2 separate regions of the Drosophila melanogaster genome follow, and region 2 is linked to region 1. Evidence: chromatin contacts called from public Hi-C data. All regions are on one chromosome and are shown on one strand. The core of a region is the stretch at or near the end of the contact, and the rest is flanking DNA. Distances in the headings are between cores, read along the strand shown.

Region 1 (6,803 bases), core at 2,993-5,492:
GTACGGTATAATCAGGGAGAACTATCAGCTGGATTACATCACAGCCCAGGACTTCGAGGAGCAGCAACAGGAGCTGCTCACTTGGAGGAGCAAGCAGGCGGAGCTGCAGAGGGAGACCAAGCAGCTGGAAGGACTGCTCCATGTGGCCAATGAGCAGGTTGGAGATTCTCCTTGATACCTACCCATGGGAGATCTAATGCCCATCCTCTTTCCAGATTCACTCCCAGCAAAGGCTGCTCAATGAGATCACCGATAACCACATCAATCTGCGTCACCTGGTGGCCGATCTTCAGAGCAGCTCCGACGAGAAGCTAATGCTGGCCAAGGTCCAGAGGGATCTGGATAGTGGTAAGCACAGACTTATTCGAGGAGAAGATCAGTAGCCAGCATGTCTCTCTTTTTTTTTTTAGTGAAAGCCGAGTGCTCCCGCTTGGAAACAGAGCGAGAAAAACTGCAGCTAAAGGCGGACTGCCTGCAAACCCAACTGGAGGCCAGCGAGTTATCCCTGAAACAGACGCAACAGGACTTCCAGCAGGAGCGCACCAATAGCGATATTAAGCACAAGTGAGACCAAGTGGTGGATAATCCCTAGCAGATCTGACTTTCTACCAAATCCCACAGATTCCTCCAGCATTCATTGTTTATGCTCAAAGATAAATATGCCAAATTCACGCCACTGGTCTTCCTTACCAACTTTGTGTTCGCCTACCAAAAGTTCCAGCGTCGCCTGGAGGAGGAGCAAGTGCAGCAGCGACATAGAGATCACACCGCTCTGATTGATGAAGTGACCGCCGTGGTCCAGGCCAAAATTGGTCTCAACGAGGAGAGTTCCCAGCAGTTGGTGAAGCTCATAAAGTCTGAAACACAGACGAGACTCTTGGAACAGCGCTGCGAGATTCTGCAGGCCAAACAGGAGGAGCTCGTTCGGGAATTGGGTGAGTTGAGGATGAGCCAGGCCACCGACACCGAGCACTGGAGCACCATCCAGGCCTTGTTCGGTGAAGGAGAGCCAAGAAGTCAACTCAAGGTGGATGCAGAGACGAATACCGATGCAGTGGCTCCTAATCTGGCCATGAGAAGGGCCGTCCAGTTGATAGACAGGGAGTCATCGCCCATTGGGTCGCCTCTCCGAAAACATCCGCACCTGGATACAGCCACTCAAACGCTGGAGGCGCAAGTTGAGTTCTCGGAGACGGCAGTCCAAACCAATGGCATTCTCAGCCAGCAGAATCAAGCCGTTCAGACAGCGGATGCAGTGGAGGACAATAGGAGAGATTCCCGCGCGGAGCTACAAAAAATGCAAGAAACGTAAGTTCCCCCAAGTAAAAAATGTAAATAACTATTTGCAACTATAAATGGTGATGCCCAACAGTCTGCAGGAAGCCAACCAGCGCATCGAGATCCTTGGCAAGCAGTTGGAGGCTTCCAGATCGGAGAGTCGCGAGTCCGCCAGTCCGCAAGGTGGTGTGGTGGAGAAGACCATACTCTCGTTCCACACCCTGCTCCTGGAGAAGGACCAGTCCATACAAAAGTACCAGGACCTTCTGCAAACCGAGAGGGATCAGAGTCAGCAAGCACTTAGCAAACAGGTGGCTGAAAACGAATCCCTGAGGGCCACGGTTAACAACCTGAACTTCAACATCAAGACGAAGGATGCAGAGATTCAGGGCCTTAAGGAGAAGCTGAGACAGAAACCCGAGGTCCCCGTGGAGCGCAACCCGTCGACGGATTCGAGGTCCAGTTCCAGTTCCGATAGCTCGGTCAACGAGCTGACGGATGAGAAGATCGAGGAGCTCTTCGAAAGCAGCTCAGTGGAGAGACCACCCCAAGAAGAGTTGGAAGTGCCAGTGGAAGCAGGTCCAGAGAACATAGTTACCGAAGAGCCCGAAGGTGAGGAGGAGAAGCAGGACACCGAGGAGCTGAAGGAAGTGCCGACGCTGCACAAGCAAATCAAGGATCTCAAGGACAAGCTGGAGTACAGCGAAAGGAGCCTCAAGACGAGGGAAGAGGAAGTGGATATACTAAAGGAGAAGTAAGTTGTAAAGTAAGTAGTTGTGCATGATCTTAATCCGTTACATTCGACAGGTTGAAGCTGTGCCAGGAGCGGGAGAAGTCGGTCGAAAGCACCGTGAATCCCGAACTGGATCAGCTACGCATCTTTCTGGATGAGAAGGACAAGCACATCAAGGATCTGATGGATACACTCAAGAACTTCCACGTAATGCCCAGCAATACCATCATATTCATCTCTACTATTAAAAGTTTTAAACATGCAGGACGACCAGCAGCGCTACATCAAAGACACCTCGAACTTCTCGGAGGACCAGATAGCCAAGCTGGCTGCCGATCTCAACCGCACCGAGGCCACCAACAAGATCTATCACACCCAAATGGAGGCACTTCGCCGCCAGCTGGCCAACGTCACCCAGCGCGAAAAGCAGGCCAGGGATCTCAGCCAGTCGCTGCGCCAGCAGCTACTCAAACGCCCTGTGGTCTCCATTAAAACGGAACTGAATGCCCGGGTTAAGAACGAGAACCAGCTGAAGAGAATCCAGCAGCTGGAATTGGACTTGGACGAGGCACGTGGCCAGCTGCAGCGACAGCAGACGCTCCTGGAGGCCAAGCGCACGAGGAGTGCCAATGAGGTGCAGCTCTGGGAGAAGCAGAAGCGGTACCAACAGCAGGCGGAGAAGACCAAGGCCCGGCTGGAGGAGACCGAGCTGGCGCTGGAGAAGACCCGTGCCCTTCTCCAGGCAGCGCGCACCACAATAGCGCGCTTGGAAAAGGACAAGCAAATCCTGGAGTCCAAGCTGGGCAGGAACGGTCCGCCGAGCAACAGCTCCGGTGGCAATAACCTCAAGTGCTGCCGCACTCCATCCTGTCCGAATCTCCAGCACGTGGGTGTCAGCAAGTTCGCTCCATCGCCTTCGGAGAGTCCGGAGACCTACACGGGTCCCAGCAGCGAGTGCAGCTCTCCGGCGCATCATCACACCCAGATCTTTGACCAGAGTCAGTTGGACCTTATTGAGGCGCTCAAGTCGCGCATTGAGCTGCAGCAGCGCAAGATCATCGCCATGGAACTGGAGGGCAGGGGCAGCAATGCCCTGACCACGGAGCTGGAAAAATTGCAAGAGCGCTGCCAGGCCATCGAGGCGCAGAACATCCGACTGGAGGCCAGGAACCTTCAGCTGCAGCTCGACTCGGATCTCTTGAGGCAGGGCGACAGCAGCGATCGGCTGCAGAAGCGAATCAAGCACTTGGAGGAGTGAGTAGAGAGCGGCAGTTTCCACGCGTGTGAATCGAGACTTATGCACCACCCCCATTTTTCAGCTACATCATGGCCCTGAAGGAGGAGATGGCTCGCAACGAATCCCGTCGAGAGTTGGGCAGTGGCCTCAAGGTGAGCACAAATCAGGGCCAATCGGCGGAGCAGACGATCCTCTCGCTGCGCAATCTCGTGGAGAAGTTGCGATCGGAGAACAAGTTCCTGAAGGATGGTCGACGATCCACGGAGTCGCGCAGCTCCATGGACTCCACGCCTGCAGAGGCGGCACGTCTGCAGCAGCAGCATGCAGAGGCGCTGGAGAAAATCAGTGCTCTGCAGCAGGAGTTGCAGAAGCGAACCACCAAGTGCAGCCAATGCGGGGGACGCAGCAAGGTAGGTACCGCTCGTAATAATACACCTTCGGCAATAATTGTGTTTGAAATTTAAAAAAAAAAGGACGCTGCCAACGAGGAGCTCAAGTTCATCAAGGAGCAGTTGGTGAAAAAGACGCAGCTGCTGCAGAAGGCAAAAGTACTTCTGACCCGTGCTGCCGCCAAGGAAAAAGTCCTGAGGGAACAGCTGGCCTTGTGGAAACGCAAGTGCTCCGAACTGCAAAATGTGCCCGTGATCGATGAAATCAGCGAGTAACCAGTATTGATCATAAGATGAATGTTGTACAGGAAAAAAGAGGAATAAAACTAAAGTTTTTTTCACTGCTGCTGTTTTGAATTTGGCGCCCAATGCAGAGTTGCCAGATCGAGGTGGGCTAAAATCGTTGGGGATGTGAAAGTTACGGGATTCCCCCGAATTTTGTTTTACAGGATATTTAAATTTATTTAATAGGATATTTAAACCATGAAATAATGTATCTTTTGCCAGATTAAGAAAACACTAAGCCATTTGCCAGTCACAGTGAACAGTTCACCAACTATCGCTTATCAACTGTATGGCTTGGAATACCCCTGATGCCCACTAATCGGATGAATTAAACAACAATAGCTACCGGCAATCACAGTAAAATGATCCACTGATTGGACTTTGTCGCTCATTCCGCGCACAGCACTGGCAGCAAGATGACCTACCAAGGATACAAGGAACTGCTTGTGGAGCAGCAGGGCAAGCTGCTCGTGGCCAAGTTCAACAATCCGAAGAAGAAGAACTGCATCAACAGGGTCGCCTACCAGGAGATGACCCGTGTGTTGACCGAGGTCAACGACGATGAGGGCGTAACCATTGTGGTTTTCACCGGCGTGGGTGACATCTTTACGTCCGGCAACGACTTGTCCCAATCCTCCAATACCGATGACATCGACGCCTTCTTCAAGCAGTCCAATGCGACTTTCAAGGTGGCACATCTGTATATCCCATTTCATTTTTTTATAATTTATCCAATCCCTACTTGAAGGCCATGGTTCTGAGCTTCGTCAACTGCAGAAAGATTGTGCTTGCCCTGGTGAACGGACCTGCCATTGGGATTGGAGCCACCATTGTGGGATTGTGCGATGTGGCTTGGTGCTCCGAAACGGTGGGTATTGCCTCAAATTTGCTATGGCAGCATGACTTGACTGATAAATACCATCGCAGACCTACTTCTACACGCCATTCACCAAACTGGGATTGGTGCCAGAGGGCGGTTCCTCCTATATGCTGCCCCTCATCTTGGGGCGCTCAAAGGCGTCGGAAATCCTGCTGCTAAGCGAACCGCTGAGCGCCCAGGAGGCATATCAGTTCAACTTTGTTTCGAGGATCTTCAAGGCCAGCGAATTGGAGTCGGTGATTTGGCCCAAATTGCGTCAGTATTCCGAGCTGCCGACGAACTCCCTTCTGCAGGGGAAACGCCTCGTCAAGGATGGCTTCCTGGAGAATCTCATCAAGGCCAACGAGGCGGAGTGCAAGCAGCTGCTCCAACAGTTCCAGCATCCCGAGTTTGCCCAGGCCATCATAGACTTTGCCAGCCGTAAAAACAAGGCGAAATTATAAATACGGCTTAAGTTTATTACCGTCTCAGTGATTTTGTCCGCCTATTTTAAAACCCAAGAGATATGAATGCTAATTCTTGTGGCACAAACATCAAAGCAAATAGACTTCTTAGCGATTAGATTAGGGACATAATGTGTGCCTTTTGCACCATAACCATAGGTTAATCTCTTGCACTATCTGTGTATGTACATATGTACCAATATATTGCCAAAGTGCTGATTAAAAACAATTGAAGAACGCCACCTACCTGTTTGTGAATGAATCGCACAGCTGTGGTCAAGATAATAGAATGTGTAATATATGAATAAATATATAAATATATTTTAAATTCCATCGATGTTCCCGCCCTTCTGCGAAATTCAAATTGGATTCATGTATAGTTCACTTTATTATTGCGTACATACGAGTATTCGTTTATTAACATATCCTTTGATGCTTCTGCCGCGAGTGTGTATGTATATAATATGTATATGACCGTATTGCACTTTATACTAGTTCAACATTGAGTGAGTAGTTCCCCCAGGAGCTCTGAGATCCTTGCCGCACAAGCCGTGATTATGAACTGGTGGTGACTTAGATTACACTACGCTTTACATTCCTGTATCAACTAGATCTATATAGATCTAGATCTAGGCCAGACCATGAACTCTGACTGTGAGACACTCTGCTAGGGAAATTCGTTGGCCTCTCTCCGGATTTCAAATACACTCGAGCTTAGTCCTTAATCCTAGCTTAATCCTACGCGTGCCTGCTCATGTACAAATTGATGATAGACGTAGAAACATATCTATAATAGCCAGTTAAACTTAGGCTGCGTTTTAAGTTATTTCCAATAACTGCCCCTCCAAATTCAAAAACTTTACAATTAATCAACAAAAAGAGCTACGGGAGAACGATGTTCTCTCAATTTACCTAGTCCTAGTTAAGCTACCTTAGCTAAACTCCCCCCTTAGACTATTTAGCACAAGGAGTGCCATTGCATGCAGCATCACCATATTCCACCACGTGCTGTGCCATCCAACCGCACCACCATGATGCAGTTCGGCGAAGCTTTCGCCTGGAAGAGATTGCTGATATGATATGGGTTCCTACTCTAGATGAATACTCTACACCAACTCACCGTTCAGAATGTGAACCACTATGGTGAAGTTCTGGAACTCACTGATGGAGCATGTGTAGTTGCCGGAATCCGTTTTACTGATCTTCGCTATCGAGAGCGTCGAGTTGGCTCCATCCTCCATCAGTTCGGTTTTGACGCTGCGAGGATACGTAATAAATGAACCTTACTGATGGTGACCCCGACCAAGCTAAATTCACTCACCTCACTCCCCCGCGAGTAACGTCGTAGTTAAGGATGTTGTCCATGTGCTTCCAGAAGACCACGGAACTGGTCATGGCCACGTTTCGCACCACACAGGAGAGCTGTAGCGTGGAATCGATCTCGTAGTACTTCTCCTGCAGCGGATCACCCACCTCGTCCACTATCATCACTTTCGGAGCTGTGTTAAAGCATACTAAATCCCTTTCTTGCTACCCATCAGAGAGTTGGATATTCACC
Region 2 (6,803 bases), core at 3,105-5,604, 670 kb after region 1:
AGATACGTATCATTTAACCCATTCATGATGCTGTATGCAAAACTAAAATTAAGAAAAAATCAAAATCAAAACACAGCACAACAAATAGAAATGGAAGACGTTCCATTACCCCTACTATATCCATCAATCCCAGCCCAAGTATAGGCTTCTCTTTAAGGGAAGGGAAGTGACATATTCACATACAAAACCACATAACGTAGAGTAAACATATTGAAAAGCCGCATACGTAAACAATAAGTGACCACCATGCTAATGTGGATCAAATAACAAAAATATCCACTCTGCATTTTGACACCCCCATACTGTATGCCATCTGCGCAGTATGCATTCTAATAAACAAATTCTTTGACAGCGGCACTTAGCCATTCTTGTAAACAAATCTTAAAGTCTGCCTGCTCTCTCTGAGGCTTCTCCTCCACTTAAGAATCCAAGAGCAATGCTCTCCCAAAAACACTAACATATTCTTTAAGCAAGCACAGAGGCTTCTCCTCATTTTCACTTTCATTTGATTTTCAGTCTTAAGCTGAACGTTAATCAATAAACAACAAAATCGATCCCGAAATTTTGATTCGTTTTATTTTGGCAAAACTCAATTTTCAGCGTTGGTCTTAGTTCATATTCGGAACGGTCCATTTAATAGACTCAAAACTATTTATTGCAACCATTTATTTGCAATTATATATGTATCACCAATCTAATCTACAAATCGATATGATTTTGCGAAAATCGAAAATAGTTTCTGAAAGGCTTGCGGAATGTGCAAACGTGCCAGATATCATCACTCCGCCGCATCGATAGGAGTAAGACCCCGTGCTTTATTGCGGAAATTAAGCTCAATCAAAGGCTCCAAATTGTCGAGCCCCCGTCGACTGGCATCAAAGTTGCCAAAAGTGTCGCGATTTTCAATCAAGCCTCGCCATTTGTGGAAACTGCGACTGGAATTGAATTTTTGCAAACAATATTCAGGCAATGAATTCCCAATGAACTGCGTTTCATTTATATTAATTGATTACTTAATGCGGCCAGCTCCAATCCATCAGAACCTAAAATGTGTCTAAGGTCTAGAGTCTAGACTGATAAGACGTTGTAAATTAGTGAATAGCAGGCGACGAGGATCTGAAGACGTCAACATGCAAAAGCCCAGGGAAATCCCTCGATACGTAACGTCAATCTTTTGACCTGCCAGCCATAATTACTTGGGAGTCTTCTATAGTGTCATTCAAGGCTATTGCTGCTATCTGATTTAAGAGCTAATAAATTAAAATCTGGATACGATGAATCAGTGGATGTAACAACCTGTTTAATAGCCACTTAAAACTGATTCCGATGCATTTTAATGTATAAGAAGCAAGCTCTTAGTACAGAAACACCTGAAGCCTGAAGCATTAATCAATAGCAACCTTGAAATTTGTACACAAAAACATGGCCAACCCAGGTTCGGTGTGCAAAATAATGGTGGCCAGATTTGATAAGCGCTGATCCGCTTCAAAGAAATCTGACTTCGCCCGCACTTCCCACCTCCCCGAGTTCCAAATCCCAAACGAGATCGCAGAACCTGTTGCCAACGTTCTGGAGGGGCGTGTCGTTTGTTTAATTAGCCAGGCAGGTGGGCAAAAATGCGACACCTGCTGCTGCCAAGCAAACAATCCTGACTCGCTGCCTCCAACTTCAACGCTCGCGGAAATGGAAAAACTGCAGCTGGCGGAACAGAAGTCGAAATGGCAACAGTTCCGTATCGGATTGGATGTGGCAGGTTGTGTCGCAGGTGCTGTCACAGTAGCAGTTCCTTAAACAATGACCCCATAACCAATCGATCAGATCGATTATATCCATCAACGGCGACCTGGTCATTGGCCCTAACTGAATGGCCAAAAAAACATTTCTAGGTCACTGTCGCGTGACAGAATGCCGAAAGACCAAGACAAACCCCACCAAACAGACATCGAGATATTAGGCAAACAAGTTATAGTATCTTGGGTTATAATGAAAATCCTAGTTGCAGAGCCACGAACATAGTTATTGGTTATTCATGATTCATGCATATATATCTCGAAAGCTGGCCAATTATCGATGGTTGTAAAAAGAGCTGCGAAAAACAAAGCCCGGCCAGCATTTACCACTCGAATCGGAGTTGCGAACGAACCTTTACGTCGACCTTCTCGTTTGAGGTCAACGTTTTTATCGATGCAGAAAATGCTAGATTGGGTAATACCAACGTATTGGCGAGTTCATTGGCGTAGCTACTCTATCTGATCTACTGCCACTAAACTGCAAATAATAAATCTAATAAATCCTTAACAAGCCAATTTATTTTTAACTATCAGAACGTACTACTTAAAGGCTTAAAAACACACAAAATCCAATTTAATAATCGAATTACGTACGCTAAATCTTCGCGGTAAGTTTAAATGCGAAGAGCACAATAGTAAAGCTTTATATTATATTATATCGTATATTTTTAATAATATTTAATATGCTTTAAAGTGAAATTAAAGTGAATTTGATAAGAGTTCTGCGTACAATGCATCATCATATTGTTTCTTGGAGTGGAATGCTATAAGTCACGAATATTGTATTAAGCATATCTGAAGTGATTGTGAATTGGGAAGTGTAAATAAATCTAGGATATACTGCTCCTGTGAAGTGAATTGATTGTGATTTACAATGGGCTACTTGAAGTGCTCGATAGAAGTACGGTCAGTAATTCTTATGACCAAACCATATAACTCATGAAATGCCAGTACGATATGGCTTTTCGCATGGCTTTCATCGCGTTCCGGTGCGATTTCCACCCATTAGCTATATCTTTGTGCGATCAAGTGCTAATGAAAGGCTTTGGAAAACTTCGCACGTGGGCTATTTGCTGTGTGTTGCGAATAGATCGGGTTTCCAGTTCTCTGGGTTTATTTACACATGCAACCCGGTGCTCGCCCGATTAGATGTGAATTAAATGAATCTCTCGCCTCGGATTACGATTCAGAAATTCCGAGAGAGTCACCATGGAGGTTTTAAGTTATACACCCAGCGGGTTATAATGGGTTACGAATTCTTCGTTTGAGACCGAAACCGAAACCCACGGTGTCAACGAAATTTTAGAAATCGCAGCACCAGCAGTCTCCGAAATCTAAACAAACCGGCAAACCCGGTGCTGTGGCATACGTGACAAAGTTATACGGCCACATGGCGGCTCGAGTGGTGGCAAATGCCGATTACAGTGCAACTTCTCCCTGATGAACCATCCACCATGTGGCGGCTAGGGATTGTCATTCATTGCCAGAAAATAACTGTCTTCGTGGAGTTCGAATCAATTTCAAATATTCACCTTCACCTGGTGGAAAGAGGATTTCCAGATTAATATAATCGAAACTTGAAGAACTCCGAATGTATTATAAAATGCAGATTTCATTTTATGGAGTTGGAGTTCAAAGCAACAATGATTGCAATTCAAATTTTACCCAACACATTTTCCAGTTTGGAAAGCGGCATTTCGGGAAGGTTCAACTGTATTTTACGGTTGCTTTTCGCCGGCCACGTTGAACCAAGTAAGTAAATAGAGAGAAAGAGAGCGCGAGAGAAATGTTTCCAGGGGAAAGCGCAACAACAACATAACGCCTAATAACAATGAGTATCTGGCATTAGAATTTGGCCATTAGTTATCAGTTGTTAACAGCGACGTGTGCATTTATACCATAAGCGCGCCTCTGCCACTGATAAAGGAGATAAAAACGATTTCGTTCCGGACGGGGCAGTTCCGATAGTCAGCTGATAGGGCGCACGAACACTTGCGTGCGGGAATATGCTGCTGTTAATGTCAACCGATTACATAAGACCACCTTCACTCCACTGAGTGCATTGTTTATGTCGAATTGATTTCTAATTCTGAAAGTCGACTGTGAAATGAAGGTTAAGCGCCAGGGTTGCCAGCGGGCCGGCAGGTGCTCCTGCTCCTCGCAACTGTTCTTTTCCACCTCTATTCCCACTGGAAGCTGCTCTTACCCCACTCCAGTGGCGTTCCATGTGCAGGGGTCAGCAGGCATGTGGCAAGTAGCAAAACTAGCAGCACATCCATTCCAAATCGGATGCGGATCATTTTACAGGTGGATTATATAGCCAACGGACACCTGCGATTGCACAATCGCCTGGCTTTATGGTTAGGTTGCGGAAATTAGAAGCGCCTGGCCGTAGTTGCCGTTGCCTGGCCAGTCGGAAAGGGGATTTGCGCGAACGTGGGATAGGAAACAACAGCGCGCTGTTTTTACGGACTTTCGGAGGGGGCTTCAAAGAACGCGCCACGGAAAACGCTAACGACCTTTCGATCCGACAAGATTTCTTAAACTAACTTTAAAAGTCACTTGATTTGATCGGAGGGTGCACATAGTGGTGGGGAATCATAGATATGATTGCGAAATGTATCGATGTATTCCCATGCTTTGCAGTATCTATCGGAACCTCCCCTCTGGACCGTTACAATACAGTTCCTTTACTAAATGAATAGTTTATGTGCGAAGCGGGTAAAAACTACGAAAAACTACGTCAAACACATTGCCTGTGCCTCAAAAATCACAAAGCATATCGTGTGTTTTAAATCCATTAGAGCAAGCCAAAAATCAGACTTTCGAGATAAGGAATAACAGAAATATTTTCAAACTAAAATTAACGGCTGGCAGCTAGTCGCCAGTGCTGGTAAGTCTGCCACATTTTACACACTGCCTGTTGTAGAGTTACGCTGCTGCTAGTGTTTTTATTTTCATTTGCAACTTTTTCGGTCCAAAGTCATGTACAAAAATGCACTGAAAGGCGGTATTCGCACGGCCAAGCAGGCTTGGAAGTTAAAAAACGGTGATTACACAATATTTTATGTCAGTGCAGTTAGGCATTTAGCGGGTAGTGTGGGCGGCGGAACAGCTGATCGGCGTTCGAGCGGCCAACTTCCAGTCGTTCCACTTTCCAAGTGGGCCACTCGAAGCGTGTTGTTCGCTGCCGCCGCATATTGTTCGTTTTTTTCTCCGCTAAATTAAGTCCGGAGTACGCCTGGAATCGGTAATTAATAGCTAGTAATTGTACTTGCAGAACTGGGCAAACTCAACTTGGACTTGGCCAAGGCAAACTCAGATTTTGAGCAGCATTTGTGCGAAGGTTTGCCAACGCTTGCCCCATAGCCTATACCCCGCCCCCAAACTCAATAGCTAATCAAATAACAACGCTTATCAGTGCAATTCACGCTTGTGTCCCGGTGCTAACCAGCTTTTCCCACTTCCAGCTGCCAGATATACTCAGAGTTTCCACTTCCTCGCCAGAAACACCCCGAGAACACCTTTGTTGCTACTAAAAACGACAGGCGATAACAACAGCTCCCCCCGAATCGTTGCTAACTATTATCGGACAGCTCCAGTTAACCCCCCGAAGCAGCAGAATCCGAAACCCAGCGGAGCGGCAGATAAGACCACCTCAGTAAAGCATCTTTTTCGAGCAGAAAGCGGCCACCTCAACGCGCTAATCTCGTCGAAGCAATTTGTGAAGGTGCAAAAGCAGTTCTACAGGGACTTCTCTTCCGTTTCGCTTGGAGCCCCTCTGAAGAGCAGTGACGCTCCGTTGCTGGGAGATTTGTGCAGTCAGTATCGCGCCATCCTCGCCCACACATCAGCGGACGTGATTCCAGGCCAGGATCGCCATCATCCGGGTTGCAACTATCAGCAGATCAGGCGGGCACACACACAGTTACTGAGCAAGGAGCAGCAGCTGGAGCAGGAGCGCAAGATGGCCCAGAAGGCAAAGTTCGAGAGGCTGCCCACCAATGTGGTGCCAAGGCACTACGAGCTCCTCCTGCAGCCCAATCTCAAGGAGTTCACCTTCACGGGCAAGACCGTGGTGCAAGTCAATGTGAGTACAGATCGCTATTGGGATTAATCGAGTAAGCGGTTTCAGTTAGGGAGTTGCGACTGTATCCTCCGTCTCTTTCCATTTCTCTCCGCTCCAGCCACTTTCACTTTTCCCGCATTGTTATTTTCTGCGCCTCATTGTGCGAACTTTTTCCCCTGACGTGGGCAAAAAAAATATTTCGGATTGGATCGGACATTCTCCTTGTTAACATTTCGCTTTACGCTGCAATTTGCATGCAAGCAAACGCTCAGACTGATGGGCAGATAGATATAGAGATATAGATATGGATATGAGTACACCCACTAGGAAGTGCGATTTCTTTGTCGGCAGAAGGAATGACTGGCGAATTGGACATGGCACTCGTGGGTACCGCGCAAAATTTATTCGAGACAATCTCTTTTTGCGAACGCCGCTCATAACGGTGGATTTTGTTTACGTTTTGCTTGCGTCAGCAGCGGAAATGATTATCCGCTCATAAGTCGCACTTTTAATACCTTAAAACTAAGATTAACTTAACCGAGATCAGCCTAGAATGCTACTTCTCACTAAATACCAAAATGGGAGGGTCTTTTGAATGCTATCAACTAAAAGCATAAACAAACTAACAGAACATAAAAAATTACAAAATATATTTAAGAGGGTATCTAAAACATGCTATTAACTGAGCTACTATCAAATAATAAGCATAGTTCAAATACTTAAAATTTTATTTATGTTTTTAAGATACATATCAATGAAGTGCAAAATTATTCATCTCTTATAAAAGACTACTCGTTATTCATATAAATCAACAAAAATGTGCTGCCAGCTAATGCAAATTGGTAATATTTTTCGAGCTTCATTATTCCGATAAGACGAGTGAAAGAATTACGATACCATTAGTTAGTTCATAAACTAGAGATCCAATCGGTTGGATCCTCCCT

The links. Hi-C and Micro-C count contacts between places; a contact is called where the count stands out from the background.
Region 2: a Hi-C map of the Kc167 cell line shows a contact between it and region 1, with 2.3 times the contacts expected there. The contact joins the promoter of cue here to the promoter of Dci in region 1. A contact is called at or near these places in 2 of 107 Hi-C or Micro-C datasets (the Kc167 cell line and wing imaginal disc).

The regions. Positions count from the first base shown.
Region 1 is chr3L:847,104-853,906 of dm6, forward strand. Dci (Dodecenoyl-CoA delta-isomerase) reads left to right here and starts at 4,243. Exons shown (of 3, transcript NM_138221.2): 1 at 4,243-4,611; 2 at 4,671-4,790; 3 at 4,850-5,570. The coding sequence starts at 4,339. The coding sequence ends at 5,245. It overlaps Cep290 (Centrosomal protein 290kDa), which reads left to right. Exons shown (of 13, transcript NM_001274298.1): 5 at 1-157; 6 at 216-348; 7 at 411-564; 8 at 622-1,308; 9 at 1,373-2,032; 10 at 2,086-2,218; 11 at 2,277-3,265; 12 at 3,331-3,658; 13 at 3,722-3,977. The coding sequence ends at 3,913. It overlaps dpr20 (defective proboscis extension response 20), which reads right to left. Exons shown (of 7, transcript NM_138222.3): 4 at 6,803; 5 at 6,567-6,744; 6 at 6,366-6,502; 7 at 5,617-6,302. The coding sequence ends at 6,178.
Region 2 is chr3L:1,512,917-1,519,719 of dm6, forward strand. cue (cueball) reads right to left here and starts at 4,355. Exons shown (of 4, transcript NM_138269.3): 1 at 3,997-4,355. The coding sequence starts at 4,090. Psa (Puromycin sensitive aminopeptidase) reads left to right here. Exons shown (of 6, transcript NM_167886.1): 2 at 5,261-5,880. The coding sequence starts at 5,758.